Regions from separate parts of the Columba livia genome. Here region 2 is linked to region 1. The links are chromatin contacts, called in public Hi-C maps. All regions are on one chromosome and are shown on one strand. Each heading gives the region's core, a stretch centred on a gene start, on an enhancer-like site or on the middle of the called end of the contact. The rest is flanking DNA. Distances are from core to core; before and after follow the strand shown. Region 1 holds the start of MGAT5B (alpha-1,6-mannosylglycoprotein 6-beta-N-acetylglucosaminyltransferase B). Region 2 holds the start of LOC102095021 (GTP-binding protein Rhes).

Region 1 (2,619 bases), core at 77-2,576:
TCCCCACACCCCAGGAGTGATGCCCAGGGACAGCCATGCTCAAGACAGTCAATTCCTCGCTATGGACTTCAAACCTACTTAAGAAAGCAAACAGCCAGGCAAAGAGCATACCCCTGAGGTGTGTAGCTCCTTCCCACCTCTCTCACAGTCATTCCCCGCCCCACACAAGGCACAAGCCTGAACCATGGGGACCTTTCATGTCCCTGCTCCGCCACTGCTTCCCGACATCACCCTGGTCCTGTCCCCCAGACCCTGGGGACTGCCGCGGGATCCAGCAGCAGGAATCGCAGAAACAGGCAACTCCAGGGGAGAGCCAGACAACATCCCCAAACCTGAGCATGAGCAAGCAGTGCAGGCACAGCCCCCTCCTCCAGGGCTAAGCCAAAAGGCAGCAAGTAGATCCCTTCAGTGATCCCAAGTGATCCCCAGCCCCCAAATACAGCAGAGAGCACTGGGAACCACTGGGTTTGGCTCACCCCACCCTGTGCTTCATCCACCTGCCTTTTCCCTTTCTGAATGTTTCTGGTCCCTTTTCCCATATTAAAACCAAGGAATTACTGGTATCTCCCATACGTCTGAAGCCTGGGAGCAACCAAAGCACATATCTGTTGAAATAAGGAAACTGAAGAGCAAGGACTGGAGGGGAAAAGCAAACGCATGGAGGCAAAAATGGGGAGTTACACCAAGGGGAAGAAAGCCAGAGGTGGGCACAGGCATGCAGGAGCCGGAGAATTTCAGGCTTGGATATCAACCCCAGCCCTGCTGCCGGTTCAGGGCGGGTTTCAAAATCCCCATCAGTATGAGCAGATTTAAACCAGAGGAACCAATACCCACTTTTCTGAGAAACGTATTAAAAAAGACAAACAGCCCTATAATTAAGCCCCAAAAGATACCGGCATGACGAGTGAATTGGGAGCCACCAGCCAGCGAGTGCTGCAGGACCAGCGTGCAAAACCTGCGGGCAAACTCACCTGGATCCCTGACATCCTAAAATGGGCTCAATCCGCCCCCGCACAGCGATCCACAGCCCACCCCACCCCGCAAAACGTGCTCCGAGAACCGCGGGGGCCGAGCAAGGCGGGGGGAGCCCGGACAAGGAAAACAACTTTACCTAAAGGGTCTCAAGGTGACGAGGCATCTTCTGACCATTATCTTCCCATCCGCGTTGACTGTGATCATCGTTCAAAGTTGAGCGGGGGGGAGGAGGCGTCCCCCGCACCCCCCACCCACCCACCGAGGCAGCGAGCGGGGCTCAGCGGGCGGAGCGCGGGGCTCCGCGGAGGCGCATGGCGGGGCGCGGAGCGGGCGCGGAGCAGCCTCCTCCCCGCCCGCCCTCAGCCCTACCCGCTGCCGGCCGAGCCCATCGCCGGGGCCGCTCCGCTCCGCGCAGCCCGTGCGGGCGCAGCGCCCTCCCCTCCCTGCCCCGCTCCGCGCTGCTCCGCGCAGCCCCGCGCAGGAAACTCCGCCCCGCGCAGGCTGCGCCGGGCACTGCGCGCCATCTAGCGGCATTGGGGGGCGCCCGGGGGTTATTCCCCGGAGCTGGGGGTGCTGTGCTTCCCTCGGGATGATGGGGAAGAGATATTATTGGGGGGAGAATGGCCGTTTCGAGGCCGCATCCATCCAGCGTGGTGACTTTGGGAGCCGGGGGTGGCCCTTGTGAAAATTGGGGAGGTTAAACCAGGATCACCACTGTGCAGCCCCCGCTGGGGGCTGTTTACTTTGGGGGTCTGCAAGAAGCAAGGTGAGCTGCACTTCTGGGGAACAGCAGAGGTCTGGAGTCAAGCTCTGGCAGCACCAGCCTGAGGCTTTGCTTCCCCATCACGCAGTTTTATTTCTGGGGGATCACAGTCACAGCCCACAATGTGGCTTCCAGTGTCCCCAGGCACGCCCGGTGTTGCCAAAAGGACCAGGGTGGTATGGGGGTAGGGGGGCAGGATGGGGCAGGGAGGCGTCCTTGGGAAGACAAAGTAGTGGCTATGAGAGCCGAGGCAGGAGAAGCAGCTGCTGAGCTCAGCAGAGGTGTTCCCGGCTCACACGTGAAAGGTGACAGGCACAAAAGGCCTCCAGGAGCTTTGGACTTCAAGGAACTGGATGTGCATAGAGCCTGGGGACACCCCATTTCCATCCCCTGTCTCCAGGGTGCCCAGCTGCCTCACCAGCTGTGAGGGAGGGGACACATCACCCTGCATGGTGAGCACCAAACCAACAGGAGCTGGAAGGAGAGCATTTTCCTTGGTGTGCACGTATGGCCAGGCCCCAGGACAGGACCAGGCTGCTGCCCATGGGGATTGTGGTACAAATGGGGCCCCCTCATGTCATGCTGTCCCCATGGCTAGCCGTCCCCCTCTGCACTTCATACCACCATGGGCCCATAAAGCAAAAGATGACATTGAGGGAAAGCTGCCCCTTTGCCTTTCCCATGGTGGGACACTCTTCTCCCATGGCCCTTCCCAAACCTTCTCCAACCTGCTTGCTTCCCTGGGTGACAAACATCCCTTCAACCCCAACAACCTGATGTGGCTCAACTGTCTACTGCCAGCATCTACCTCCCAGCACCACGCAGCCAACCACCCCCTTTTACAAACTAGTTTTGGGGTCCTTCACTTGTGCAGAATCCTG
Region 2 (2,619 bases), core at 71-2,570, 180 kb before region 1:
ATCCCTTCCAGGTCCCTCCTCCTTGCTATCTCCAACTCTCCCCGATCCCGGCGGGCTGGGTGAGGAAGAGGAGGGAAAGGGTGGGAGGCAGCAGGGTTGGTTTTGGCCGAGGCGGCGCCTCTCCCCACCCAGCCCACCTGAGTTTCCAGCCGGTGCCGGTGCTGCCGGCGCCTTCCCCCCAGCCCCGGGCGGCCGGCTCAGCACACCGAGCAGCTGTTGGTCTTGTTCATGGGCGGCCTCAGCCCCTGCTCCTTGGGCAGTGTCTCCCTCCTCTTGCAGAGCGCGGGGCTGAGCCGGCTGGGCAGGTTGGCTTGCTGCAGCAGCTCCCTGAAGACCTCCAGGACGTTCTCGTTGTCCTTGGCCGACGTCTCCACGAAGCGGCTGTTCCAGTCCAGCTCCACCAGCGACAGGGCGTCCTCCGCCGGCACCTGCCGCTCGCTGCCGCTCTCCGCCTTGTTGCCGACCACCACGATGGGAGGGAATTTGTCTTCCTTCACCTCCAGGATCTCCTCCCGCAGGCTCTTGACGCTCTCGAAGGACTCGGCATCGTCTACGGCATAGACCAGGGCAAAAGCATCGCTGTTCTGGATCGAGAGCTTCCTCATGGCTGGGAAGGAGTAGCTGCCGCTGGTGTCCAGGATTTCCACCTTGACCGTGGCCCCGCTCACCTCGTACTCCTTGCTGTGCAGCTCCTCCACCGTGCGCCGGTGCTTGGGCTCGAAGGTGTCCATCAGGAACCGGCGGATGAGCGACGTCTTGCCCACGCCGGCAGCACCTAAGAAGACCAACCGCACATGGTTCTTCTCCTTCACCACCAAGGACATGGCTGGGCGCAGAGGGGACGGGATGCTCCGCAGTGTCCCTGGGTGGCCACAGCCCTGGTGTCCGTCCGTTTGTCTGTCTGTGTCTGTCCTCCTCTGTGCCGGCTCAATGCAGCCGGGGAAGTTTGGTGCCACCTCCCTGCGAACTTCAGCCGGCTGTTCTGCCGCGGACGCTACATTCCCCAAGTCCAGCTCATCTTTTATCCTGGTTCCCCTGCCATGTGGCACCAGGCTGTCCAATCTCCGTGGGTTGGAGGGTGCTGGAGGAGGGAGGACAGGGAGGGAGGAGAGCGGGGTGCTCCGGGCCAATCCGCGGAGCTCAGTGCTGGAAAGCGGACGGAGAGCACCGCGCTACAGCGCACATCGCGCTCGCATCGCCCAGCGCTGCCGGGGAGCCGGCAGCATCCCAGCCCTTGTGCTGCGCCAGCCGTCCTGCCCTTTTGTCCCCCCCGGGAGATTAATGTGTGTTTCTTGGCGTGGTCTCGGTGGGGGGTCCCCCGCCCATTGGGTGGCTCATGGAAGGGGTTGGTGTCACCCACATCATTTTCTTGCGCTTGTCTGGGGCTGGGGACTTGTTTGCAGATGGGGTTGCTGCAGATGTGCCCAACTCTTCTGTAAACCTATGAAATATTTGACCTGAGGGGGAAAATAAGAGCTCTCTGAAACCCATATGTCATAATCTCCACGTTCAGCTGTCTGTTATTCTTTGATTTTGTAGAATATTTAACCAGAGGGGAAAATAAGCTCTCCCTGAAAGCGACCGCGATCTCCATGGGTGGATGCCAAGCAGGCAGGACCGCTGGCACTGACCCGGGTTCAGCGGGACTGGGGCCCCGATGGGCTGGTTGATTTATGGGGTGCGAGGCGGGATGCGTGTCAGTCCCAGCTCCGTGGGGACGGGCAGCGTGTTTGCCGGTAGAGCTGCAGGTCGCCCCGTCTGGGTGTGTGTCCTCAGCCGTTACCTTCCCTGTTTCATGCTACAGTTGTTTCAGAAGCTGATTTATGCGAAATGCAAATAGAAAGGGAACTTGCTTGAAAGTTAAAATAAGTCTTTATGCTCAATTTGGTTATGTATTTTTTTTTTCTAGCTTTGGGCTGGTTTTTGTAGTTTTAACGCAGTTGGTTTTCTTTCTGTAGTTTCTGTGTTTTGTTCTGGCTGGATTTGTTGATTTCAAAAGCCCTTTTCACAAGAATTATTCCTGCCTTGTAATTCCCCAGTTAACGGTTCAGCCATATTAAGAGCCTTCTCTGTCTGATCCTATCATGAGGAGAGCCAAGAGGTTGTATCGGAATGAGCAGCGTCCTCTCCTCGGCTCAGCCTGCCCGGGGAGCAGGAAAAGGTTGGGTCCCAAACAGCACTGGCACTGGTGTCCAAAACTACCCAGTGCACCAGTTTTGCACCATCCCATGAAGCACCTTCCCTGGCGCAAGTGAAGCTCTTGCTGTGCCATGAGAAGAGCCCAAAGGAGCCAAGGACTGAGCCGTGGTGCTCAGAAGGAGCTGAGGGTGCAGAAGATGTGACGGCACAGCCACAGGACCTTGACAGGCCAACACCAGGAGAAGGGGTGGATGAGCAGAGGGTGCTGAGTTTAGGCATGTGAATGAAACAGTGATCATGTTTTGGTGCTTGGCGTGCCATTGACATCGGTGGAAACAAAGAGCCAAAGACAGTGAGCAAGCACAGCATGGCAAGTAATCTAAGCCCAGCTTCGGAAGATGTGGAAAGCCAAAAAGCTTTGTCTTTTTTTCTAATTAGAAAGGAATTATTTAATGCTTCATTGTGCTTAGATAGCCACAG

What was found. A called contact is a pair of places that touch in the nucleus more often than the background predicts.
Region 2: a Hi-C map of liver shows a contact between it and region 1, with 1.9 times the contacts expected there. The contact joins the promoter of LOC102095021 here to the promoter of MGAT5B in region 1. A contact is called at or near these places in 2 of 2 Hi-C or Micro-C datasets (crop and liver).

Annotation. Positions count from the first base shown.
Region 1 is chr18:6,392,390-6,395,008 of bColLiv1.pat.W.v2, reverse strand. MGAT5B (alpha-1,6-mannosylglycoprotein 6-beta-N-acetylglucosaminyltransferase B) reads right to left here and starts at 1,326. Exons shown (of 17, transcript XM_065034679.1): 1 at 1,112-1,326. The coding sequence starts at 1,179.
Region 2 is chr18:6,567,801-6,570,419 of bColLiv1.pat.W.v2, reverse strand. It overlaps LOC102095021 (GTP-binding protein Rhes), which reads right to left and starts at 1,320. Exons shown (of 1, transcript XM_005503140.3): 1 at 1-1,320. The coding sequence starts at 824. The coding sequence ends at 198.